7 separate regions of the Mus musculus genome follow, and regions 1, 2, 3, 4, 6 and 7 are each linked to region 5. Evidence: chromatin contacts called from public HiChIP or PLAC-seq and promoter capture Hi-C data. All regions are on one chromosome and are shown on one strand. Each heading gives the region's core, a stretch centred on a gene start, on an enhancer-like site or on the middle of the called end of the contact. The rest is flanking DNA. Distances are from core to core; before and after follow the strand shown. Region 1 holds the start of Trit1 (tRNA isopentenyltransferase 1). Region 2 holds the start of Heyl (hairy/enhancer-of-split related with YRPW motif-like). Region 3 holds the start of Mycl (v-myc avian myelocytomatosis viral oncogene lung carcinoma derived). Region 4 holds the start of Mfsd2a (major facilitator superfamily domain containing 2A). Region 5 holds the start of Cited4 (Cbp/p300-interacting transactivator, with Glu/Asp-rich carboxy-terminal domain, 4). Region 6 holds the start of Cap1 (CAP, adenylate cyclase-associated protein 1 (yeast)). Region 7 holds the start of Hpcal4 (hippocalcin-like 4).

Region 1 (3,648 bases), core at 631-3,130, 2.4 Mb before region 5:
GACAAAATGGTGAGCTGCACCTAAGTAGTGACACCCAAGGTTGTCCTCTTGCCTCAGCTTCCAAAAAGAGTGAAGATCACAGCGTATGACACTTTGCCCAATTTTAAGCTCTTCTTTTATAATTCATACTGACCTATTTGTTTTTCAATTTGTATTTGTGTGTGTGTGTGTACATACAGACATGTATGTAGAGGCCAGAGAGGTCAGGGTCAGGGTCTCCCCAGCCTAGGCACTTCTTTAGAGACTTTCCATGACATTCATTGATTTCTCCCTTCTCAAGAATTCTACCAAATTTAATAGTCTATCACGAAATCCAGCACTTGTAGTCTCTTCTGATCTTCTGAACCCGCCCACCTGAAAATGCTCTATAAGTAGCTCTGTTCACTTATTAGCTCTGTCTTACTCTATGTTTAGCCAGACTAACATTCCCCAATATAAGGAGTTTGGTCTAATGTACATATACACACACACACACAGTCACCATAGTTTTCACTGTTAACATATTTTTTAAACACTTGTAATAAGTGCTTCACATATATTTCATTTAATGATCACAAGGTTGTTTTTTATATTCTTCCTATTTTAGCAAAGGAACAAAGGTATCTTTGTTCATGTAGCAAAAAGTTGGGGGAAAAAAAATCTGGCTGAGATTCAGTTCAAGCTAAACTCTTTATCTCCCTAAGCTGGCACAAAGCAGGCTGCAAACAACTATTTGTTACATTACCTTACCTTTTAGTATAAGCTGATGATCTTATCATGGAAAAATAAATTATGAGGGTAGAAACAATGTCAGGAGCCTTATGAGGTAAAGTGGGGCAAAGAATTAATTACTAATTTTAGGTTACTAACCATGAGTTCTGCGACTGGTTGTATATGTTCGACACCTTTGAACATGCCTAACAGCTGTTGTAATTCTTCTCACATTCACCCAAAATGTCACCTACTCTCTAGCTCAAATGCTCCTACATCCCCGAAAGTCCTCTCGCAAAGAGGACAAAAGGATTAAAAAACAAAAACAAATAAACAAAAAAGCCCTCAGGTTCAGCCAATATTTACCACAATGTCTGACCTTCGAGCTGGCCTCCCTCTCTCCACTGTAACACTCCAATGTCTCACTTATTAAATACTTTAGCCTTGTGATTGTGGGGCAAATGACATTTCCTCCACTTTACAAATATAATATTCAAGTAAAGGGCACTGTTGATCTGAAGTCACGAAGCCAGTGGCTGCCTCTGACTGCTCTAGTGCCCAAGAAGACACTCACAGGTGGCATCTGACTTACCTTGGGCTAGAATTAGAATTATGGCAAAATTTGGGAATAATTAACTTACTGAAATTCACCGGATGTCAACCTTAAACGTTCCACTATCTCTCCTCCATTTATTTGCAATGTGCCACGCACAAGGTCACTTCACCTCCCCAGCCCCCAACATTTTTATCCATAAATGAAACTGTTGGTACTATCTACGAAAGAGTAATGGCCTGAGAAGTTACTTAGCGATCACAGGACACAATGGACACTGTCTGCCATTGGAATGGGTACCTAGCAGGTGTGGGTTCCTTTCATCTGGATCCCCATACGCCTCGAGGTTCACCCACTACAGCCACGCGACAGGGTGTCCCCTAGTCCAGAGGCCCGCACGCGACCTCCAGGGTTCCCAGGCCCCCGGGCCAAGCACGCTGCCATACCTGCATGGAGTCGGCGCTGACGATCTCGCCGCCGAGCCGCTGGCCTAACTGCAGAGCCAGGGTGGACTTGCCAGTCCCAGTAGCCCCGAGAATCACTACAAGTGGCAGTGTTCGCCGCAGGCCTCGGAATCCAGAGCTCACAGGAACTGCTCGTGCAGCAGCCGCAGCCGCCATCTTGAAGGCATCTGAGCATGCGCCGAAGCAGCTGTCCCCATGGCAACAGTCAGTGCGCCGGCGCGGATCTCCGGCTCAGAACGCGGGGAGGGTGGAAAGGAGGAAACTGTGGGACAAAGGTACCAAGCTTAGGAGGCCCATGACGTAACTGCCTTCGACTAGCTGAGATTAGCCCACCGACTTGCTTTCTCAAAGGAGAGATGGCAGCCCATCTAAAATATTTCTGTCTACATTGCGTCCAGGCACCCAATTCTTTTTCCTCATAGCATTAATTCAAGAATAAAACTGTATAACTGGCCTCTGGTTTATTGTCTGAGTTCTACCACAGGCTGTTAATTTCACAAAGACAAGAAGCACATTCTGACTAGTTCATTGCTGAGTCTCCTGTGCCTAGCACAGGCACCCACCAATGATTAAATGGACAGAGAAACGACTTGCCTACCTTAGCGTTGGATTTAATAAGCTCAGAGAGTGTCCGATTCTCAGTCATTCTTCAAAATCAGATCTGTCCAATTCTCAGTCAAGAGCATGGCTCTAATGTTTGAATTCCACACTCATTTAGACACAATCAGAAAGCAGGACAAAGCTCTGCGTTGGCATAAAGCAGTCAAGAGATAGGCTTAAAAGCAAAAGAACAAGCAAGTGAATGACAACCCAAAAATTAGAAGAGGAAGCAGAAGAAAATCAAAGGGTAAAGCAGATACAAGTGAGGGAAAGAAAAATCAGAATCAAGGATGGCCAGACTTCAAGATTCCACACACCACTTTGAGAAATGGCTTTAAGAATCCAGAGAGATGGTTTAACATGTAAAGTTGCTGGCAGCCAGATCTGATGACCTGAGTTCAATCTCCAGGATCCGCATGTGGAAGGAGAGAGCTGATGCTGACCTCTGTACACACACACACACACACACACACACACACACACACACACACACCACACACACTGAAGTTTAAAATTAAGAAAGAATGGTTATGGAACCCGATGAACCTAGATTCAAATTCCAGCTCTCAGACTTATCAGCTGAGAGCTGATTAATTCTCATCAGAATTAATTCCATTAGCAGCATTTTTTTTTCTCTTTGTCTGAAGACTGAACCCAGGCCCCCCCTGGGTGCTGAATATACACTCTAGCACTGAGCTGAGCACACTTCAGACCCTTACTTCACCTCTTAACCTCAGCAATTTTATCTTTCCATTCTTCCAAGGATTGCCATAAGGAAAAGGTGAAATAATGTCTGGAAAGTGCTTGCTTCAAATGCACTGGCACATAACAACCACCATTTGTTAAACAGTTTGTGTTATTATAATTGTACAATCCCATCTGCCTCCCTAAATAAGTAAGAGCAAAAGCCTAAGGGCAGAGAATCTTTCAATAACGTGTAAAGATGCTTAAATACCCCTTCTGCTAACCTCTAGCTAGTTGGGCAGTTTAAGGGGTCTGAGGATGCAGGTTTAGTGGTAGAGCATTTGCTTAGTCAGCATGAGGCTCTGGGTTCAGTCAGCACTTGGGATGGGGGCGGGGGCATAAGTGCTTTTTCTCTGAGACTGCTTCGGTCTAGCTCCTAGGTAAAGCCACGAGTAGTCTGATATGTTTTGTAATGTGGTGGCATGATGCAGCAGGAGGAGGTGCCTCAGCATGGGGCCGCTGAGACCCCCACCCCCAGGTATCAGCCACCCAATGGGTCTAGTAGGAAATGTTTATTTGAGGGATGAGAAGGGAGTGGAGGCAGAGAAAGAAAGGGGACAGAGAAGGGCAGAAAGAGAGAGGAGGGAGAGAGAAGGG
Region 2 (3,774 bases), core at 282-2,781, 2.6 Mb before region 5:
AAACCTAGACAAACTAAAACAGTCATTCTATGTATGTGTGCACGTGCCGGGGCATGTACAGGGTGGTCAGAGACAAATAAGGTTTAGTAGAGCAAGAGAGACACCTGCTCCAGAGGCCGGTTCCTTTTCTTTCCATTCGCATCCTCTTCTCTATGTGGAAACAGGCCTAGGCAGGGGAACCGAAGGCTCAGAACTGCATGGTGACAGGGCACTTGGGTAGCATGCACCAGGATCTGGATCCAATCCCTAGCAGTGGATGAAGAAAAAGGAAGAAGGAAGAAGAGGAGGGGGAGGAAGAATGGAAAGAAGAAAGGGAAGGAAAGGAAAAGCTCTAAGGTGAGTTGGTGGCGGTTGTGGGCTGGGTGGCAAGGCCTGGAGACTTAGAGCCTGACACCACTAAGCACTCACCATGAACTACTGCTAAGGCCTTGACATTCTTCCGTTTGATGTCTACACCCGCTATGAAGCTAGCTTCATCATGTATACCCATTTTATAGACCAGAAAACTGAAGCTTATGGAGTCACCGAGCTGATAGGTAGCAAGGATTGTACAAGTTCAGTTTGTTCCACAGGTTAGAAGTTAGATTATTTAACAAAAAAGAAACTGCATTGGCGGCTTGGTGGTTTGGTGGAAGGGGTGCTGAAGATTGGAGTCTAGGCTTTTGCAAGTTGGCTATTATTTCCCTCAGTACCTAAACACAAATCCCAGTATGCTCAAAGCGAAAAGGACACAGCCCCCAGTCCTTTTGTGTACTATGTGAAAACTGTTCCCAAAGAAGAGTGAAATTGGAAAAGTACAGAAGTCTTCATAGTAGACAAACTATGGGCAATGGAATGCGGTATCTACATCTATGAAGGTTTCCTAGGTCTGCAGGAAAACTTCTCAGGGGCGTCCCTGGGGGTAGCCAAACGACAGAATATCCTCCAGCTGAACTGTCCTCCCATCCCAGCTCCCTGAACCATAGTTGGTTCAGGGTGTTATGGTTCAGGGTACTCAGGAATCTGCCGCATTGGTGCTATGGACGCACTGGAGTCGCTGCACACGCCCCCGCATCTTGGCTGACACCTGAGGGCTGCGCACAAACTTGAGTGTGCTGGACTTTCTCACCCCCGGACGGCCCTCGCTCCACCCTGTCTTACCTAAGATCGTTCTCTTGACCCACATCGATGGGTCCATCAGACTCGCCGTCGGAGCCACTGGGCGCCCTGGGCCGCTTCATGCCGAAAGCTGGCTGCGGGGTCCCAGCCCTGCGATCCCTGGAGTTGGTTGTTGGGCCCCGCCTCAGCCCCGCCCCGGCCCGGGAGCCGACGCCGCCCTTTCCCAGGGCCCTTTCCTGCACCGCAGCCCGGGGCGCCCCGGCGCCCCCTCGCCCCCGCGGTGACGCGCCACCGAACCGTGGGAAGGCCCCGGGCGGTCACCGCCCCCATCGGCCGCTGGGAGGTCCGGCTCCGCTCCACCGGCGCTGCCTGGGCTGGCGCTCTGGGTGGCCTTGGGCAGGTGCCCTGGGAGGCCCCACGGGGAAGCCCAGAGAATCCGGATCTGTCCCTAGTTCTGTGCGACAGACTTCGCTTTGCAGTGCCTCAGCTTTTTATAAGGGTCAGACCTGTACCTTCCTGCTCCAGGGCATGCAGGGAGGGCAGATAGGTTTGGAAAGGTTACTGGGGGTGCCTGTGACCCCTTGGAAGTAATTCTTCAGTCACTCCTTCTATAGGGGACCAAAGTTTGTGGTGTGTGTGTGTGTGTGTGTGTGTATTGGGGAAGCTACGTGCACTGTGGGATGCTCAGAACTTCGAAGTCCTTTGGTGAACCCCCAAAGGGGTGGCTGCTGCTTGCCAGCTGAGAAGGCTGGAGGAGGGGAGACAGGGTCATAGAACCCAAAGTGGCATTGAACTTGATGTGTAGCAGAAGATGACCTTGAACTACTGATCCCTGACCCTCCTGCCTCTGCATCCCAAGTGCTGACTTTACAGTGGCCAAGATCTTTGAGCTTCTGACTTGTGGGAGGGAGCACAGGAATGGAGAAGGTAGGTAGGGTGTGGTGGTTGGTGGGGTATCCCTGGGAGTCACCCCAGTTCATTTAATGACAGCTGTCCTGGCAGGCACCAGGGAGAGGAAGAGAGGAAAGGAGCCTTCGGCTTCTCTTTCTGGGGGAGCCTGTCTGACCACAGACAACTATTTAGTCAGTGAGAGTTCCTGTCCTTGTGCCTAGAGATTCAGCTGCCATCCTCCCAGGTCATCGTACGCAGAGAAGTGCAGAGGGAAGCTGAGGGAGGAGAGCAAACTTCTTGCAGGGGCGGCAGGGAGATGGTGGAGGTGGGTGTGGTGGGCAGGGCACCAGAGGAGTCCTCTCCCTTTGTTCTGCTCACTGGGACAGGCACAAAAGAAAGCCAGCTTTTGGTGTAGGGAAGTGGGGTTGGTCACCTGAAGCTGACTACACACACTTTCACCATAGTCAGCTCTGCTTGCAGATACTTCCTGATGGGAAAGAACAGGCCTCTTGCCACTCAGACCCACACGTAACCACTTGGCCAAGCACAGAAACTTATCATGCTCATAGATGACCAGATAGGACTGGCATGAACGGTCGCCATCAGGAAACTCTGCTGGCCACCGCAGCCGCAAGCACCAATTCTCCTGTTCCAAATGCCCTCAGCACTCACATAATTTCTGTGGGCACCTGCCAAAACAGTGAGAACCTCAACCAGTGTGAAGAGTGCCCAATGTGTGCACTAGGCATTTCCTAGAAAGGCAGATACTTGTTTGCTCTATGTGATTGGCTGAGAGAGAAAGGGCTGGCAGATTTGCAGGGGAAGGTAAGGGCTCTGAGGTAGGCATGTTCTCGAGAGACGTCCCAGGTCCTCAAAATACACTGCACAGTTAAATAGGGACTATGGGGTTCGGCAAAGAGATTTAAGTTTGGAAGTCATTAGGTAATGGACGGCCTTTAAAGCTTTGGGAGAGGGCAAATGGATGGAGAGGCGGCGGAGCCTGTTAGTTACTGTTTGGTGAGTGCTTCTCACAGCAGCTGGAAAGGTACCTAAGCCAGTGGTTCTCAGCCTTCTTAGTGCTGTGACCCTTTAATACAAAGCTTCATGCTGTGGTGACCCCCAACCATAAAATTATTTTCATTGCTACTTCATAACTATAATTTTGCTACTGTTATGAATCATAATGTAAATATCTGTGTTTTCTTTTATGGTCTTAGGCAACCCTTGTGAGAAGGTTGTTCAATCCCCAAAGGGTCTCAGCCCACAGGTTGAGAACTGTTATTCTAAGTGTTCTGTAAATTTTAATTCATTTAACCCTCAATTGGCCAAGCGAAAGGAGATGGGTAGTTAGAGCAACTCCGGCAGAAGAAGAAGGAGAGCTGGAATTCCACAAGGCAGTTTGATTTCAGAGGCAAATAACTTGGCTTTATTATCTTATAGAGCTCTCAGACATTAGGCCATGCACTCTAGCTCTAAGCCTAGTGCTATGCTGTCAGTTCAGTGGCCTTCACACACACGCCTAAAGAAATTGAAACCTAATTGGCTTGAATTTCTGATTGCAACACAACAGAATTTTAAAAAATTACATCTATTTATTTATTTAGTGTGTGTTTCAACTCAGGTTTGGTGGAAAGCACCTTTATGTGTGAGCCATCTCTTTAAAATACATATATTTTAATTCAAATTCAATTTAATTAAAATTCATATATATGTATATATATATCCACAAAAATTTAAAATACATATATTTCAATTCATCTTTTTTATTTCACCCTCTTCTTTCAC
Region 3 (3,804 bases), core at 1,004-3,503, 2.3 Mb before region 5:
TGCATCGAAGAAAAAGAGACTTTTTAATTCTGTTCTCATTTCCCTCCATAGCTGTACAACTTCCACATCCAATTCCCCAGTTCCCTCTCAAAAGCCCATGATTCTTGATTGCTGCAGTGACTTTTCTCTGTCGGAAATGAATGTGCCCAAAGCCTCCTGCTGCACCTGCAATAGCATCCTTTCCCGTGTACTTCTACTGAGTGGGGGGGGGGGGGGGCTCAGAGGCTAGGGGAAGAGCAAGGTGGTCTGAGCTCAGTGAAGACTGCTCTTCATCAGTATGGAGGGAGGCCTGGGGCGCTACGACCATTATCTCAATACCAGAGATGGGACCGAGCAGGAATGTTGAATGTAGAAGAGCAGCCGAAGCCCACAGATGTATTGGGCGGGAGATTGGATACCTTCCTAAGGCCAAATCAACAGGCATCGTGTAGCTCTTCTCAAACAAGCTATGAGGAAGACCCTCTAAACACCAAGAAAGACAGGGAAAGGAGTTGGGAAAAGAAGCGACTAGACAGCAGGAGGCTGGGGCTCACTTGACTGATTTCCTGTCTCTAATCCTCAGTTTTCCCATCTGTTAAGAGGAGCGTTTACTCTCCCTCCACCTGTCTCACTAGTCACTAGTGATGGGAAGTAGTAAGGACTGGGACTGGGGTAAGAGAAGAGAATTAGCAATTTAAAGTGCAGCAGGCGGGAGATGGAGGTTTTCGAGTGGAGGAAGGCTTTTGGTTCTGCTCAAAAGGTATCTCAGTCTTTTCTCCCTTAGGGAAGTGTGAGTTTCCCAGGGAAAGAGGCAGCAACAAAAAAGCTTCAAGCTTGGAGTGACTCTTAAGGGAACCCTTTCAACCTCCCAAGGACAGAAATCCCCTACAGTCCAACCCGAGTATTGTCCTCTCTAAGCGCCAACCCTCACCAAGTCGCCCTGGTCCCCTGGGGCTCCAATCACCATCAGAGGGACGCTGGCTCCCTCCCCACTTCTCCAAACTGTTTACCAACACACCCACGTGCCAGACAGACACAGCTGGGGGCTACACCGACAGCTTCAGTCAGAAAATGGGGAGGTGATGGGAAGGTTTAAGATCTAATGCCTGATTTCAAACAGCGGTAGATAGAGCTCTGGCCACCCAAGGGGTGCCTCCCTCTTAGCTAGCCCCCGGGTGGTCCTTACCAGAATCGCTGGGGCTCTCGGACCCGGAGCAGGCCTGAGTCTTGGGCTCGCCCAGCTGACATTGGGTGGCGGGCGCCGGGTTACTGGCTTCCAGACTAGGAGTGCCGTCCGGGGTAGCGGGCGCTTTGGGCGGGTTCCCCCGGGGCGCGCCTGGGGCCAGCCTGTCGCTCACCACTCTCTCCAGCCGTTCTCGGGCGGAGAAGCCGCTCCACATGCAGTCACGGCGAATGATGGAAGCATAATTCCTGCCCCAGGCTTTCGAATGGCCCCGAGATTCCGCCTCGTCCCCGGCACCCCCTCCAGGCCACGGCTCCCCGGGATTAATCCCAGAGGCTGGGTCCACGGCGCCGGGACCGGAGCCCCAGGGCGGCGACGTGGGGGGCGACGGCACCAGCTCGAATTTCTTCCAGATGTCCTCGCTGGGCGCCGTGGAGCGGTAGAAATCCTCTCCGCAGTCATAGTCGTAGAAATAGTGCTGATACGAGTCGAAGTCCATGTCCGCTCCCTGCGGGAGGGAAGGGGGAGACGAGCTGACTGCGGTGCCCGCCGAGGGAAGAGGCGGCTCCGAGTCCCTCGCTGCAGCTGGCTGCGGGGCTCTGGTCTCTCCCCAGGCCCACCAGCTTGCAGCCCGCGCCCTGGTCCCTGCTCCTGGGAAGCCTGGCCTGGGGTCAGCTCGCTCAGGGCAGCTCGCAACGGGCCGACCAGGCTGAGGGGAGCGAGTTCAAAGCAAACTTTGCCAGCACCGCCCGGAGCTCAGCTCCGGGGGCACAGCAGGGCCGGGCGGGGGCGCGCTGTCTCGAAGGCAGTCTGCAGCCTTGCAGCCCGCCAGTCCCCTGGGGACCCCTGCCCGGGCCACCCGCAGCCTCACCTCGCTCCCGCCGCCCGCCACCTGGAGCGGAGCGGCTCCCCGCCGGCTCGGGGAAGCCCGGCAGCCCGCACACACACACATGCGCGCCACCGAGCGCGCGGCCCCGCACTCACGAGCGCGCCCCCCGTGCGCGCGCCCCCCGCCTCGCTCGCACACGGCAGCCAGGACGCTCCCGGGATCGACGCGGGAGCGCGATCTGCAGGCGCATTGTTTCCCGACTGCTTTATATCTCGTCGCGTGCCCGGGGCTTGGGGACCAGGAGGGGGGGTGGTCCCTAGGAGACAAGCCCCTCCCCCTCCCGCCCCTCTCTCCGCTGGCGACAGGTGGGGCCGGCCCCACCTCCTGGCTGAACTGGTCGTTTCTATTCTATCCCTTGAAGCTCCCTAATAAATTGTACGCTGGGGAGCGCAGAGCAGAAGAGCTGATGCAGCCCCGCAGTCTCCTGGTGGAGGCGTGACTGTTCGAGAGGCTCCCGCGGTCCAAGCGACTTAACTAAAGCGGCGCTCCGCGCCTACTCAGAGCCAAGGACTAGAGCTGCTCCCTGCCCCACCCTGCTAGTCTACTTCCCGGGGCGCGCCCCACCAGGTTCAGGTGCGTCCCACCCATGACAGAGGAGGTGGTGGTGGTGATGGTGGGGCACACACTGCACCTCCACCGCGCCACCTGGTGGCCCTCGGCCCTGAACCCAGGCTTCTTCAACCCATTGCTTCAGTAACCATTAGCCCATTCTTTAGCTCAGTGGCTTAAACCTTGAATAGCAGTGAAGATTCCGAGCTAGAAAGCCTGCAGTATATATAATCCCTCGGAGCCCCAATTTTACTTGTGAAATGAAGGAATGGTAATGACTTCACAGGATCGCCGGGCTGAATTTGTTTACTAAAAAGATAGAGCACCTTAGGAAAGGACATGAGAGAATTCGAACAACAGCAGCTTTATCCCTGGGGAGGGTAGTGAGACCTCTGTCATCCCCCAGGTCATAGCTGACACTTGACCCTTCCTTCACAGCCCTGCCTCCCAGAATTCATCCTCCACACAAAACTCTCCTAACGGCTGTTTTAGAGATAGGAGTGTAGGGGTGTGGAAACTTCATTCAGGCCCCTGTTTTGTGCTTCCTAGCTGTGGGATCAAAGTGTTTGAAGTTTTGCATGACATCCCTGGCCGAGACGATGGAGATATATATATATTTCCTTTGTGTTATCATAAACAGGCTACCTTCTGAGAAAGGAAAAGACTAACTAATTTAGGTCCAAGGAAGGTAACTTAGGATAGCAGCCAATTCATCTAGAATCCTACACCTGGCATCAAGGTCTGGTGTCTGGTTGTCTGCCATCCTTCTCTTCCTCCTACTCTTTTTGTCTAACTACTCAGAACTACAGGCTGTTGCCATCCTAACAGACTGAAGCCAGAAGGATAAACACGTCCCGTTGTTTTGGGCCAGGGAGGTGTGAGATGACCCACGAGTTGGGTGAGAAGACAGGGGGTGTGTGTGACTCTCCATTTTCCATTTGTTGTGTCTAAGGTGTGTGTAGGACATCCTTGAAAGCAGGAATTGGCTCGCTTTGTAGTCCCTGCACCTAGAATGACTTCTGGCAATATTTACGCACTGGCTTCCTGAGTGACCTAGCCAACCAGATTTTATTGAGACGGCCTGTATGCCCTGCTCTGTGCTGTACTGGGAGGCCCAGAAAAGGCTCCTGATTTGGTTGCAGCCTTGGTGCAGAGGGATTAGACTCCCTTTCAGGGTCTTGTTGTCAGGCATGCAGATGTCTGT
Region 4 (3,694 bases), core at 419-2,918, 2.3 Mb before region 5:
TACAACTTCTTGTCTTATCCCCCAGACAACGCTATTAGGTAGGTCCCTATTTTGTACACAAGGAGGTTAATAAAGTTGTTCAGGAACAACTAGATAGCCCGTCCATGGAGGTGCCTGGGGTTTTTCTGAATGGGCTGGCTCCTCTGGTGCTTCAGCTCACACTCACTGTGATTTAGTGGGATATGGGAGTGAAAGAGATAGAGTTCTTATTTTCAAGGAGGGCATAATCTGGCTCGGTTATTCAGATCACTTCTGGAATGCTGCCATTCAAAGGAGTGAAGAATTTAGGGCTGGAAGAGACTGTACAGGACTCCATAGCTTCCCTCCTATAGTATGGAAGAGAGAGAGGGCAGTGTGACAGTGGGGACAACAGGCCTTCTTACAGTCTTCACTATTTCCCTTGGCTTGTTTCTGGACAGTGATGTGCCAGGGCACACAAGGGTGCTGTGGCCATTGTGGAGGAGTCAGATCTCAATAGCTCTTCCCTGCAATCTGAACTAAGAGGAGGGGAAAAAAAAAAAGCTTGACACTGAGAAACACAGGTCCTGTGTGAGCGGTCTCTGAGAGTCTAAGCAGTAACTTCACTGAAGAGGGAGAGCTGGACTTGACCCAGGCTCCTGGGGATCTGTGAAGGCTGGAGTGCCATTAGCAGAGGTGGAAGGAAAGGCAGCAAAGACCGTTCTCTGCTGGCACCTATGCCTGGCCTCTGTTTAGATGATGACGGTCCTCCCTTCTTTCAAGGACCACATTCCTCTGCATGCTCTTTCTCAAAGCTTTTCTTTTCTCTTCTCTCTTTTCTTTTCTTTTCTTTTCTTTTCTTTTCTTTTCTTTTCTTTTCTTTTCTTTTCTTTTCTTTTCTTTTCGACACAGAGGGCTGCTGGCGTCTTGTATCTCCCAGGGCTTCCTGTCTGGGAGCACAGACATAGCTCAGCCTTCTGTAATTTATGCTGAGGGGCAGAGCAGGAGAGTTATGAGTAAAGACTTTGGAACTGGACAAAACCTTTCTGGCCTGTCTGTGTCGCAACAGCTGTTCTTCTTGTGTCCCCCTTTCCTGGGTTGTAAAATGGGGATAATAATAGTACCACCCTCAGATGGCGTTCATAAGCACCCAGTGAGGTCATGTTAAGCCTGTTAGAAAGCTACCCATAAACGGCTGCTGTGGCCATGGCTCCTTCTTAGAACTTGCGAGTTCCCCTGCCTGGAAGCGGTAGCCACTGGACTTGGTAATTTTTCTGTCCCATTGAAAAAGGCCCCTACTTTTCAAAGGGAGGAAGAGGAAATTGTCGATCTTGAGACACGAGGGACATTGATAATGAAAGTTACAGCCCATGGCCTCAGGTTTGGGGGAGGGGAGAAGCCACCTGACTCCGGATTTTAAAAGGAGCTGATGGGGATTCAGAAGTCAAGGGCCACAGGCTCTACTCAGGGAAAACTCACTCTGGGGGACCTCGGACAGGTCACTTTCAGCCTGGGACTTCAGTTTCCTCGGGCGAGTCAGGTGGGTTTCTCAGCTTTGCTTAGGTAGTTAGGAGCACGCGGTGTGGGTTGCCGGCTTTGAGAACGTGGCTGAGCAGCGAGGCTCCGCCAGCCGAGATGGGCAGGCGCGTGCAGGGATTGGCTGGAGGCGCAGGCCCGAACCTTTAAGAGGCGCGGAGGGGACGTGCTAGGGAGTTTTCATCGCCGGCGTTCCTGGTTTGCTAAGTGCTAGCGAACGTAGTAGTGGCTGGGGCTGCGCCTAGGATCGGAGCCACAGGCGAGTGCCGGCCGGCAGAACACAAGAGCATCCCGGCGTCCCGGTCCCACGCGGCGTGGCCCGCGGGTCATGGCCAAAGGAGAAGGCGCCGAGAGCGGTTCCGCGGCGGGGCTGCTCCCCACCAGCATCCTCCAAGCCAGTGAACGGCCGGTCCAGGTGAAGGTGAGGTCCCGAGAGGAGGGCAAGGGGTGGTGGGCCGGCCGGGATGTGGGTATAGGGGCGTCGGAGACTAGGTCTGGCCTTGGGACACTTGGCGGTAACAGGGTACAGCGAAGCTTGAAAAAAGCAAGGAGTGCTCTGGGACCGGGAGTGATGGAGAAAGTCTGAAGCCCCTTTGCACACCCCTACAATGGGTTTGCGCCAAGAGAGGCGCCGGCAACTCTACGCGGCGTGGGGCTCTCCCCAGCGCTCTAGGTTCTACTGTGCTGAGCCACACTAGTTTCTCTCCCTAGACCTGAAGAGACCCCAGAAGTCTGAGAGTCCCTTTGGTTCTCCATCTCTCACCACCCCCCACTCTCGTGCTTTAACTCTGAGGAGGGCCACTCAAGTTCATTCATAAGAACAAGGGCTTTGCTCTTAAAGGAGCCGCATACCGAAAGCGTTTGTGTGACTGAGGGTTCACATGCACAGAGCTCCGCGTGTCTCGACATCCTCTCTCTCCGATCCGTTCTAACTCTTTGGATCTATTTAACCACACCATGAAACCATGCGGCCCCAGGAAAGGAATCTCTCACAATATAGCTAATTGGGAGGTGCTTAACTTTTCCTTTTAATTTTATTAACTGTTCTTGGAAGAAACGAGTAAGCAATTATGCTGTTACCATGTATGAGTAATCTCTACTTTCCCTGGGCAACCTCAGCCTCCCCTAGTGCTCCACCCGGAGAGGGCTGAGCCCTGCACCTGGAGCCCTTTTTACCCCTCTCCAAGGTCCCCTAGGAGCTGGAAAGGGTGCGTGTTAGGCAGATGGATGGTAGGACTGCTCAAGGGTTTGCCTGGAGCTGAAGACTCCCTACAGGGGCCCGGGAACTTTGGGACAGATTGAAAGAACAGCTGAGGATGCAGCGGGCTGGGCGCCCCCCCCCCTTCTGGTGCACTCATCCAGGACGCAGGTGGATCCTAGCTGCTGCGGGGCGTCAGGGAGGGAGCCTGGGCTGGGCTCAGGGAACTTTTGGCAGCAAGAGGATTTTCAGGTTGTGGCAGCTAGTGCCAGGTAGGGACAGGCCCATTGCTACCGCATGCTCTTTCTGGGTAACTTGGAAAGGAGCTGAGGGCCTGGGAGAAGATTTTATTTATTTATTTATTTATTTATTCATTTATTTTCTTACTTATTTGAGACAGGTTTCTCTTTGTATCCCTGGCTGACCTGGAATTAGCTCTGTAGACCAGGTTGGCCTCAGACTTTACAGATCTGCTGGGCTCTGCCTCCCAAGTGTTGGTGCCACTACACCTGATCTGGGAGATCTTTAAAGATGGAAGGTGATAGATTTCCTCAGAGTCTGGGGGTGGAGGGATAAGTCTGGGTTTAAGGGCAACTTCCTGTGGGGTTGGGGAAGTGAGATTTCCCTAGGTGGGAACTGGGCAAGGTAGAACTGTTCCTCTTGGCCGAGTTGGCTGGAGAAATAAATGTCTGTGCCTCTGGCACGTTCTAGGTTGGTGGCCAGAATCCTGGGCTTATTTTCATTCTTTCCTTCTCTTCCCAGAAGGAACCAAAAAAGAAGCAGCAACTGTCCATTTGCAACAAGCTTTGCTATGCAGTTGGAGGGGCCCCGTACCAGTTGACCGGCTGCGCACTGGGATTCTTCCTGCAGATCTACCTATTGGATGTGGCTAAGGTGAGTAACAGGAGCTCCTCGGGCTCCTTTGGTAGCCAGAGGGAACTGATGGGCTCTTGGTAGGGTCATTCAGTTTTCCCCAGTGGTAAAACAAGACCAGGACACATT
Region 5 (3,539 bases), core at 351-2,850:
CCAAAAGGGCAGTGTCGTGGGCAAGTGAGATAGTCTCTGTTCAAAGCTAGGGCTGCCTGGATCTTCAGGGGACCCCCCCCCCCCAGTTCCTGGAGTCCTAGTGGCTAGGAAATCAAACGGATTAAGCTGTTAACTGGCCAGGCAGCAGCCTGGACCCCTCAGGTTATGTCATGACAATTGCACAACTCTCAAGACATTTTCAAAAGAAACTATCAGGTCTCTTGTCCTTTGGGCTGTTGAGGTTGCGAGCCTCAGTTTCACTTTGGGACTCTAACAGCCTCAGACTTTTTGCAAGTTACAGGTACTTGAGGGTGGGGATGAAAAGGAAATGGAAACTCAAAATTGTAAAGCAACCCAGTTTTATTTTGGTTTTAGAGGCCAGCGGGAGCATGGCTCCACTCTGCAGGGGTTAGGTGTAAAATCCTTCCCTCCCCCGGGCCAGGGGCCCAGGGAAGGTAGGGGGTACGGAGAGATGGCTCCCTAGACCCAATCCGGTTAGTAGGCTGCTCGAGAAGGAAGGTCAGGCAGAGGCCTGTAATGGCTCAGATTGGGGCAAGGCGGCGGAAAGAGGGCACAGAATCCAAGAACGTGGAATCCGAAGGCTGGTTCAGTTCCCTCCATTAGACCGCTGAGGCTTGGGTATGAGAAGCGAGACCCAACTGTCATCTGGCAGGAGGCAGAGCCTGGAGGCAAGGCAGGTGTTCTCGGCTGGAGCCGTCTCGGCACGAAAACCAGGCGCCTCCACCCTCACGGAGGGTGTGTGGGAGCCGGGCCACCGGGCGCAAGGTCCCGTGTCTCTGGGTGGTGGCTCTCAACAGCTCACCGAGCCGGCGGCCGGCGCTGACCCCAGGTCTGAGAAGCAATCGAACTCGCTCTGGCCGAGGAAGAGCTCCGGCAGCTCGCGTACGCGGTGCAACCCGAGCTCGAGTTCCAGCGACGTCAGCGCCTCTTCGTCGATGAGCTCGGTGTCCATGCAGCCCAGGGCGGGTGGCGGCGGCGGCGGCGGCAACGAGGCTGCGGCTCCGGGCGCCGGCTGCAGAGGTGAGGGCCCTCCAGCGGCTGCCGGGGGCGCCGGGATGCGGCCCGGGGACGGTGTGGCTGCAGACTGCAGGTGCGTGCTACCGGCGCCCGGCGACTGCGAGACGGGGAAGGGCTGGAAAGAGACCGGCGACCCGAAGGAGCCGTATGCCAGGGTCCCGGGTGGCGGCGGCGGTCCCAGCGGAGCCCCCCGCGGCCGCAGACCGCTGTCCATGCCCGGGCCTGCGTATGGCTGCAGAGTCCGGGGAGCGTGCGGGCCGTGGGTGTGCGGCGGCACCTGTAGCAGGCAGTAGCCCTCGGCGAGCATCAGGTGGTCGGCCATAGCAGCTGGCGGACAGTCAGGGCACGCCCCGGGTCTCGGCCAGCGGCTCCTCTTGGGCGGGAGACCCGGGCACTGTGCAGTCCCTGCAACTCAACCAGGCAGAGGAAGAATAAATCGGATTCGTTCACTGTCTCACCCGGGTCTCCCGGATCTCCTCTCTTCTGCGCTGCCCACAGCAGTAGTTGCAGGCCGCAAAAGAAACAGACAGCCCAAGGGTTCCCAGGCTTTCGCGCAGTGCCTTGAAGTCCGGAGATTTTTTATACCAAGAGGCGGGAACGCCACGCCCACTCTCTGTCATTGGCTGGATGAATCCCTTCTGGGCGGGTCGTGAACCTGTCCAAGAAGGTATTGGTCCCGCCCCCTACCAGAGCTCCGCCCTTTGGGCCTGCAAGGGCGTCCCAGGATGCAGGCACTTTGGTAGGGCTGGGTGGTTGACATTTTTCTGGGGCTTGGTCAGGCCTTCGAGGTACTGGTTAAGAGGGGGTATGGGAGTAGCTTGAATTTGCCAGATGAGGTGAGAGGGCCAGTTCCTGTAGTTTCAGGATCTTGGCGTCACTCAATTTACTATTTTTTCGGACTGAGCCTCAGAGGCAGGAGAGATTTCCTGGAAACACACAGTAAATAAAGCCTTTAAGATTCAAACCCGGAACTTTGTATTGCACTTCAGCGAAGTGCAATGTCCTTTGAAGAGGTCAGCTCTCTGTTCCTACAATCCCCAGGGAGCCAATTGCTCCTTCTCTCTGGTTCACACTGTGCTGTCTGTTGAAGCTTGTCCTGAGTTGTTATTAAAGTAATTTATGGGCATGTCTCCTGAAGGACTTGTTCATCTTCTTACCCTCAGCATTTGGCCCGCAGCCTGGTTCAGAGCTGGCTTTCTGTAAAAGTGGAATGAATGAGCAAATGATGGCGTGAATTGCAGCTCATTCACCAAACTGCGGCTTTCTCCTCCGTAGGATGCTGGCCAGAGTAGCAGAGACCACAAGCGCCTATGGTGAAAGTTAGCTGAGGCTCTGTGTGTGTGTGTGTGTGTGTGTGTGTGTGTGTGTGTGTGTGTATAGAGCCCTCCATAGTGCCTGGCACATACATATGTATTAAATGTTCTTTAATCTAGTGAAAGGTTGGCTATAAGGCTGGCTCTAATGATCACCCAATGGGGGATTTCCAAAGCTTCTTTGAATCACAATAATCCTAACTTGGAGCTTTAGAGTGCTCTACATTCTACAAGTGCCTTTCTGGGGTAGGGTATGAATTTTTAGCCCTATTTTGCAGATAAGAAGACTAAGGCACCAAAGGAAAATGAGGCTGTGCAGAGGCTGTATGCAAATAGTCATTCCTATATGCAACAAGCTCTTTGAGCCACAGGCATGCCGGGGACGGTTTCCTGGAGCCTGACTTACACATGTTGGCTTTCCCCTCCTCAGGCTCCCCTCCCCCCTGCAGCAGCCTCTGGCCTTCCTGGAACTTTGGTTTATCTAGCTGGTGTAGAGGGGAGAAGTTTAGCAGCCGAGTTCAGAGGCCCAAGTTCTAATCATAGCTCTGCCACCTGCAGGGGCGTTGGGTGGGGGCTGGGGGGGCATCACTTGATTCCATAGGGCCTCTGCTTTCTGCTGTGAAAGGAAGTTGGTGGTCCTAGTCTAGTATAATGAAAGCCTTGGGCTATCTCTTTTTCTCCAGATAGGGCTCCACACAGAAATTCTTAAACCTGACTGTTAGGGGGAACCCTAACCTTCTGACTCAGAAGGTTAACACTGAGATGTTTGTTTGTTTGTTTGTTTGTTTGTTTTAGGCAGAGCCTTGCTGTGTAACCCAGGCTGGTCTTGAAGCTGATATTATTGTCGTTCAGCCTTCCTAGTGCTTAGACTGTGGGTGGTTTGGAATCATAAGACTATGTTTTTAAAAAAAATCACCCTGACATAGCTGGTCTAAGGACACCATCGTTTGGCAGTGGTTACATCACAAGACAGTTTTGCTTTTAGAAAAAAGTGTGTGTGTGTGTGTGTGTGTGTGTGTGTGTGTGAATAATGCTTTAAAAAGTTATCTAATCTGGGGCTGGAGAAATGGCTCACCACTTAAGAGAGCTTGCTGTTCCTCCAGATGGCCTGAGTTTGGTTCCCACTGTTCATACTGGGCAGCTCACAACCACCTTTAATGCCAGCTTCAGATGATCCAATAGCTTCTT
Region 6 (3,472 bases), core at 440-2,939, 2.2 Mb before region 5:
AGAAAATAAAACAAAAATTTTATTTGTTGTGTGAGAGATTGAACCCACATGGACCATGAATGACTTTTTGAAGTCTTCTCTCCTTCTGTCAGGTAGGTGTTGGGGAATCAAACTCAGGATTTGGAAGCAGATGTCTTTCTCCAGTTGAGTCATCTTTCCAGCCCAAATGTATTTGTTTGTTTGAGGCAGGGTCTCACTGTGTCTGGAACTCATTATGTAGACCAGGCTGGCCTTGAACTCACAAAATCAACCTGCCTCTGCTTCCCGGGTGCTGGAACTAAAGGTGAGCATTACCACACCTGCCCCTGAAATGAACATATTATAAACGGATGATTTTTGTGCCATAATTTGGTATGTTGTCATTTCTGTTTTAAACAAACTGGGAGTCATAAACTGGGGGAGGCCAGTAAATTGTCCAAAGCACCTTGATCAAAGTCGGGACGCTAGTAAAGGGCTCGGAGTCAGGAATGGAACAACTTACGTCTACAACCAGAGGCACCCAATGCCTCAAATGTTCCCAGATCTATCTATCACTGGGGATGATTAAATTCATTGGTTCTAAGACAGTCAAATGCGTGCTCTGTTTAAAGTTTCAACATCTACTTTGTGACCTTGGCAAGTTATTCAGCTTCCTCATTTGAAGCTCCGAGGATGTAATGGTACCTACCGCAGAGAGTTGCTATTAGGATTAAATGAAAATGGTTTGAGCGCTCAGCACAAGCCTGGCATGTAGTCAGCGCACAGTAAATGGTAGCTATTATTACATGAACTGTATTTGTTGAATGATTGACTCTGGCATATAACACCTGCATTCAACTTGAACGCGGAGTTGTCAGTCATCCAGTCGAAGGGGTAGGAACCATAGCACAGCACTCGCCAATTTTTTTTCTAGAAATAAATCTTTGTGGGAGGATAATGACCGGTTGGAAAGTGTTAAGTCCGGAGGAAACAAAGACGCGATCCCCCGTCTAAGAAGCAGGGAGGCGAAGACTGCCCTGCAGGCTGCAGTTACAGCTCTGAATCGCACACGGGCTCATTAGCAGCCAGCTGGGCATACATAGCTTGGGGCGATGAAGCCTCAAAAGCAAGATTTTTAAGGAATGGGACAAGATCTCCTTTAATTTTGCTCATTTCATTTCAGGGACCACACCCTACAGGGTGGGAGGAAGAACTCCGAAGCCTGAGGCGGAAGCTTAAGCACAGCCACGGACCTGACCATCTATGGTCACAAAACGCACAGAGCAAACAGGAAGTGGGGCGCGAGTGGAAGATTTTCTCCACCTTCCCAGCCCTAGCCTCGGAATCGAGCGAGGGCGAGCATGCCCAGACGCTCAAAGCCTACTCTATTAGCCTCCGCGACCGAGTCCATTGCTTTTCTGTACTACAGACAGGGAAACCAAGGCTTGCACGCCCAGCCAGGGGCGAAATTTGGTCCCGGTCCCCCCAACCACCAGACACTGGGTCTCAGAGCCTTCTAGCCCCACTGTTGTTCCCTGAACCTCTTCCGGACTGAGGCTAAAAACGTAACGACCTCAGTCTCCGAGCACAAATTGACAAAACAAGCAGCCACTCAGCTGTCTTCCTTTGAGGAGGTGGGGCTTGGTTAGGAACTCCAGCTCCTTATTGGTCTGGGCCTCGGGGCGTGACCAACCGTGGACACGCCCCTTCCCCGAGTTTTCCTCCCCCACCTCCCTTGGAGGCGGAGCCCTTTTCCAAACGCTCCTAAGCCAGATTCTCTCTCCGGTGGCGGGGAATGAGGGCGGAGTCACGAGCGGAGCGGCCAAACTTCTTCCTCTCCCCCGGGCTAGCGTTACAGCCAGTGGTTCATTTCCGGTGGGGGTGCCGCGCCCAGTGAGGGCCCGGAAGTGGGTCGCGCGAAGACCGCTGGGCGGTTCTTGCCGGAAGTGGAGAGCGGCTGATCGCAGTCCGGAGGTGAGGCGGAACTCTTAAGGTGAGGGTTGGTGGTTGGATAAGGATTGGGATGGTCTTTGGGGCCCACCGGGTCCTGGCCGTTAGTAAAGGCTGTGCTAGCCTACGCGCGTTTGAGGAGTCTTGCTGAAAGGCCGGGGTTTGGGCCCTTCGGCCATCCCGGGCTCCTGGGTGCGGTCTCTTGAGGTGGGGCTGGGGTACCAGATTGAACCAGGAGGTCTTGGGGAAGCCACTTTCTCCTTGATTTCGCAGCTCTGCCTATCAGCCTCCGCGGAGGCCTGATTCCTAAAGGCATCCTAACCAACTGAATGGACCCTGGGAGACCTTAGAATTTCCTCCTGACCGGGTCTTGTTCCCATTACTCGGATGGGTAACTTGATCTCGGAGAAGAAAAGAATCTGGTTTTAGAGAGAGGTTTCCAGTCCTAGATCCTTCCTTTCCTTGGAACCTCTCTAACTTTCGATCTGGGCAGCTGCAGGTTAAAGGCTATCTGGTAGTAGAACTAAAAAAAAAAAAAAAGTTAAAAATTTGGAATGCCTGTTAAATTTAAGGTAGGCTAGTAAGCCCTGCGTTTACGTTCAGTGAGCTCCCCTTACTCTTAGACTGCCACTGTTCACTCGCAATCCAAGCTAACTTTATGGGAGGTGCTGTCCACTTCTGGATCTGAAGTCAGATGATTCAGGTTGGGTCTGGCACAGTTGCCAAGTGCCTGTGGTCGTAGGATCGCTGTGTTTATTCTGTGTTGGCAACATGGAAAATGTCATCGAATACAGCTTTGAAAAGTCTAGTCATTGCCCCCATCGAGTTAGCAGTGAAAGACAGTTAAGAAATAGTTACAAATGTGGTGAGGGTGCTGTGGAAGGACGCAGCAAGGGAGTCAGAAGCGTTTTGAAAGATCAAGAGGGTGTGTGTGTGTGTGTGTGTGTGTGTGTGTGTGAGAGAGAGAGAGAGAGAGAGAGAGAGAGAGAGAGAGAATATATTAGATAGAGGTTAGTTAGTATCAGAACTGTCAGCTGTAGCTCTTTGTACTGCTTTCCCTTGAAGTGAAAATCCAGGGTTAGAACAGCACGTTCATCATCTGCCAAGCATTTATTGGACCTCAGTATGTGTGAAAACATTTTAGCTTAGGCACTTAGCCCTTCTGGCTAGGAATACACTTGTTCTCTGGTGATATGTACAGTATGGGAGGAACCGGCAAATCAAGGGTGGTTGAGTGTGTGCACTGTGTGAACACAGAGCTACTGAGAACAGGAGAAATATCTGAACCACAGTTCTAGGCAACAATGAGGGACTTAGTGTTTCAAGATTTCCTTAGGCATATAATGAGCCTAGGAAACGGATTTCTAGGCAGAACTAGATGGAAAGGCGCAGAGACCTAGGCATGAGAAAGACCCAAGTGACTAGTCAGCCGTGTTGTGGTTCCAGTATTACTTGGAGAAGTGGAGAAAATGAGAGGTTGTGGAGTCAAATAGGGAGGCCCTTGGAAGCATGCTAAAGAATTTGGATTTTAGCCTGGAAGCTATGGGGATACTTTGAAGGGTTT
Region 7 (3,614 bases), core at 964-3,463, 2.5 Mb before region 5:
GCACTGTCTTCTGACACTGATCTAATGATCTAGGACTCCAGGGGAGAGTCTCCAGGTCTTTCTGCCCCTAAGCAAGCTTTCCCCCTTCCAATGGGACTTAGACAATTTCTGAGCATCTTGGATAGGGGGAAAGGTTCCTGATTCTTATTGTTTCTAAGTCTGTCTTCTGGAAGTTTTTCTCCTGTGCCTGCTGCACCTGAGCATCCCGCAGAAGCTTGGAGGCAGAGCCTAGGCTATAGTCACGCTCAGTGAATGTCACTTAGATTATGAGAGAAGAGCAACATGCCCTTCCTCTTGGTACTATGTCACACTGTTTTGTTTGTCTGTGATCTCCTATCAAGCCTACTTCAAAGACAATAGAACTCAGAGTCAGGGAAGAGAAAGGTTCACCCAAGGTCAACTGGAGCCCATCAGCTACAAAGCAAAGACCAGCGCCTATGTGGGTGCGTGCTCTGTTGAAGTCGTACCTTCTGGAGGGCTATGCTTCACTTGAGGAGGTACTCCTTGCTTCAAAAATCTCTGCCCCCTCCTCTGTGCTCAGAGGCTTCTTCTAGGGGGTCCGGGGTTAGGGGGTTCAAGTGGAGAGATGACAGTAAAAAGTAGGAGGGACTGAAGGAGGCAATAATCCCACACCCTCGCCTAGCTTCAGAGAAGCTGGTGCTGAAGCGGTTGCCATGGTGACAACAGCTCCCTGGTCAGGAGATTTTTCTCTTTCCCTCTCCTCCCTTTGCTCTTCCACAAGCAGCAGCAATGGCAGTAACAACCAGGTCTTGTTCCTCCCCTTCATAATAAAAGGCAAAAGTGACTCATACAAGGTGAGCTGTGTTGACCACCTATAATTTGGAGCTTTCATGCCAGGGTGGCCTGGTGGTCTGGAAAGGCCCCTAAGAGAATGAGGCTGTAGGATATGTAGGAGGGAGTAGCCTGAACCTTGGCCTGAGTGAAAAGGATGTCCCTACAGTGATGGATGGGGCCTCTCAGGTCTCCTCTGAGAAATATCCTAATGGTTTGAACAGGGCTTTGTTCTCCTGTAATCAGCTGTGGAACCAGAATATGTCAGACCTGGAAGGCTACTCAAGACCATCTCATCGAACCCTCCTCTGTCCTGCTCTTTGCCTATCTCATGAAGAATCTGAGAGGGAAAAGCCTTGGCTAAAGTCAAGCAGAGATCGAGGCGAAGGCAAGGCTTGCACTCTTCTGCTTTCTCATTCAGACATAGGGAAAGGAGAAAATGAGCCCACATGGACTCATCTTTGGCTTCATCTCTGCAAACAACAGGAAGCCGAGAGAGGGAGCAACAGGCACAAAAGGAACAGAGAAGACCGGGTTACAGAGAGAGGACCTGGTGCGTTCCTGTGTGAGGGATGATGAGGTTTAAAGGCTAGAGCTATGGGGTGGTCTTCTGGGAGGAGCAACCCTGGTTTATGCTCCAAGCAAGATAAAGGAAGAAGAGTGTGGAACCCCTGTCTAGTTGGGAGGCTACTAGAAGGGAGATGGTGAATGGGTCTGGAGTAGGAGCCTCAGGGGTCTTCATCCTTTCCTTAGGTATGCTGTGAGCTGTCAGCATAAGGGGCAGAGAGAGTGTAGTCAGAGAATGAATTTGCTATCGAGGTCTTTTGGGGAACAAGACCCTGAGATGGGAATGACAGTGAACTATTGGTGTCGGTGTGGGCTACCTCCAAGTAGAGGTTTCCATGAGGCTTGGTTCTAGAGGCAAGAGAACACAGGGTGACTGAAACCTCTCTTCTAGCACCAGTGACACCACACACCCCCAAGTAAGAGTGTGTGTGTGTGTGTGTGTGTGTGTGCGCGCGCGTGCGCGTGTGTTTGCACTGGAGCCAGAGGAATGGTTGTTCTTACCTGAGCTGGGGGTAAGGAGGCAGCTGTACCTCCTTCTTGAACTGGAGACCCGGCTTGAAGTGAAAGTTCCTGGCCCAAGGCGGGCTTCCCAGATGGCTGTCCACCTATGACAGACCCAGGGTCAGAAAGATGGATCTGAGCAGATGAGGATGGGAGTGGAAGGCGGAGGAGGAGGGGCTCAGGGCCTCCGCCCCGCGAGGTTGCTTCTAGGGCCCGGCCCCACCCTCATTACCTGAGGCCGCTCGCCGAGTCGCTAGATGGCTCCGAGCTTGGGCGGCCGCGGGGACAAGGCTGGCTATCAGGCGGACGACAGGCTCTGTAGGGTCCGCGTCGGAGCCGCCTCCCCAGTTCTTGTATCACTATTTGCTTCTCGAAGGCGACACGATTTGCATAAGACCCGCCTCCTCTCAGCAACTTTGGACATCGATTGGTTCGGCTGGCACCGAGTGACAGGCAGGGTTTCAGGTGGGGATGGGGTGGCCTGTGAGTCTAGGCTACCACAAGAGCGCGCCCCGCCCGTCCGCCCGCGCTGACCTTCCCGGAGTCGCCAGGATTGTAGAGGGCTGTACCCCCATCTGTTCCTCAACCCTGAGGCTCAGAGCCTGGGTCACAGTTTGGAGCGAAAAGTACCGATGATTAAAGTGGATTCGCAAAAAACAACCGCACCGTTGCTATGGGAACAGAAGAACCACAGTTGAATTTCTAAGCCTTCTCTTCCTGGGCCCCAGCGGGGGTGGGGGTAAGATAGGGGGTGATTCATAAGATGCGACCCCGTCTCTTGTCCTGCCCGTACCTGGAGGGGATCAATGAGGAGCTGCGGAGTGGCAAGGTGGAAAAGGGGAGATGGGGTGGTCAAGAACTCGCGGCTTTGCACCAGTGCCCCTCCACACCCACTCCTCTCCCGCCGTTTAGCAGAGGGGAGGGTGGGTGCGGCACGAGCTGGGTGGATGTGGAAGTATCCTCTACCTAGACACACGAGGGCGTGGGCTCCCTCCAGCCACCCCCACAACTCTAAGTCAGATCTCTTGTCAGGCTCTATCCTTACTTCTCGAGGACCCCTAAAAAGACTTGTTGGTTCTCCTCCAGAAGGAGCCTTTACAGTACGCCAAGCATTGCTCCATTCCCCACCCTCCCGCATTCCCGTCGCTTAGATGGAGCCGGTTCCCAGCCGCCGCCAGTCTCCGGCCTCGGATGTTGACACAAACCAGAGGCGGTTTACACTGAACGGGTCTGGAAGGTTTCAGGGAGGCGAAAACACCTCCTTTCCGCACTTGGGGGTCTCGTCACAGCCCGCTCAGTCGCCACGGATGTACTGGTGTCTGAGAGCTCACAACCCAAGGTGGTGGGAAAGAGCTCTAACGCCAAACTCAGGGCGAAAGGGGAGCAGAGATCCCTGGGCTGGGCCACGTGCGGAGGAGGGACTTCAAGGGATCTACCAAAAGTGGGGGCGGGACGCGTGGGGGATTGGTTAAATGGGATTGCAGATGCAGAAGAGGCCGGATTTCTGTCCAGGCAGCAAATGGTGGAGATGAGCGCTGTTTGGGGGACTAAGGACAGGCAAAGAACCGGTTTTTGGAGATTTGGTCTTAGAAACTCCCAAACAAAGCACAGCCAGGGGAAACCAGTAGGACCCGCGTCTTCCTTATGAGAGCTATCCATTTCCTCTTAAGCCAGTTGCGCTGTCCCGTTCTAGCAGCTGGATATGCCTTCTCTCTGGGGTTGCAGCATACGGTTGGGAGCTCCGTGTTCGAGTC

The links. Promoter capture Hi-C pulls out the DNA fragments that hold promoters and counts their contacts. HiChIP or PLAC-seq counts read pairs in DNA pulled down with a chosen protein or histone mark.
Region 1: a promoter capture Hi-C map of cranial neural crest shows a contact between it and region 5. The contact joins the promoter of Trit1 here to the promoter of Cited4 in region 5. A contact is called at or near these places in 3 of 39 promoter capture datasets (cranial neural crest, liver and second pharyngeal arch cranial neural crest).
Region 2: an H3K4me3 HiChIP or PLAC-seq map of embryonic stem cells shows a contact between it and region 5, with 12 times the contacts expected there. The contact joins the promoter of Heyl here to the promoter of Cited4 in region 5. A contact is called at or near these places in 3 of 39 promoter capture datasets (cranial neural crest, liver and stem cell-derived epiblast-like cells) and 1 of 115 datasets of contacts at active chromatin or transcription factors (embryonic stem cells).
Region 3: a contact with region 5 is called in a promoter capture Hi-C map of cranial neural crest. The contact joins the promoter of Mycl here to the promoter of Cited4 in region 5. A contact is called at or near these places in 2 of 39 promoter capture datasets (cranial neural crest and liver).
Region 4: a promoter capture Hi-C map of liver shows a contact between it and region 5, with 4 times the contacts expected there. The contact joins the promoter of Mfsd2a here to the promoter of Cited4 in region 5. A contact is called at or near these places in 4 of 39 promoter capture datasets (cranial neural crest, frontonasal cranial neural crest, liver and 1 more).
Region 6: a contact with region 5 is called in a promoter capture Hi-C map of embryonic stem cells, with 4 times the contacts expected there. The contact joins the promoter of Cap1 here to the promoter of Cited4 in region 5. A contact is called at or near these places in 3 of 39 promoter capture datasets (cranial neural crest, embryonic stem cells and maxillary cranial neural crest) and 1 of 115 datasets of contacts at active chromatin or transcription factors (embryonic stem cells).
Region 7: a contact with region 5 is called in a promoter capture Hi-C map of embryonic stem cells, with 5 times the contacts expected there. The contact joins the promoter of Hpcal4 here to the promoter of Cited4 in region 5. A contact is called at or near these places in 3 of 39 promoter capture datasets (cranial neural crest, embryonic stem cells and liver) and 1 of 9 other capture datasets (embryonic stem cells).

What each region holds. Positions count from the first base shown.
Region 1 is chr4:123,014,825-123,018,472 of GRCm38.p6, reverse strand. Trit1 (tRNA isopentenyltransferase 1) reads right to left here and starts at 1,880. Exons shown (of 11, transcript NM_025873.3): 1 at 1,690-1,880. The coding sequence starts at 1,863.
Region 2 is chr4:123,231,313-123,235,086 of GRCm38.p6, reverse strand. Heyl (hairy/enhancer-of-split related with YRPW motif-like) reads right to left here and starts at 1,531. Exons shown (of 5, transcript NM_013905.3): 1 at 1,141-1,531. The coding sequence starts at 1,220.
Region 3 is chr4:122,994,380-122,998,183 of GRCm38.p6, reverse strand. It overlaps Mycl (v-myc avian myelocytomatosis viral oncogene lung carcinoma derived), which reads right to left and starts at 2,253. Exons shown (of 3, transcript NM_001303121.1): 1 at 2,034-2,253; 2 at 1,166-1,670. The coding sequence starts at 2,114.
Region 4 is chr4:122,959,162-122,962,855 of GRCm38.p6, reverse strand. Mfsd2a (major facilitator superfamily domain containing 2A) reads left to right here and starts at 1,668. Exons shown (of 14, transcript NM_029662.2): 1 at 1,668-1,915; 2 at 3,455-3,586. The coding sequence starts at 1,823.
Region 5 is chr4:120,664,624-120,668,162 of GRCm38.p6, reverse strand. Cited4 (Cbp/p300-interacting transactivator, with Glu/Asp-rich carboxy-terminal domain, 4) reads right to left here and starts at 1,600. Exons shown (of 1, transcript NM_019563.2): 1 at 343-1,600. The coding sequence starts at 1,360. The coding sequence ends at 812.
Region 6 is chr4:122,884,293-122,887,764 of GRCm38.p6, reverse strand. It overlaps Cap1 (CAP, adenylate cyclase-associated protein 1 (yeast)), which reads left to right and starts at 1,689. Exons shown (of 13, transcript NM_001358035.1): 1 at 1,689-1,951.
Region 7 is chr4:123,182,103-123,185,716 of GRCm38.p6, reverse strand. It overlaps Hpcal4 (hippocalcin-like 4), which reads right to left and starts at 2,213. Exons shown (of 5, transcript NM_174998.4): 1 at 2,093-2,213; 2 at 1,861-1,964.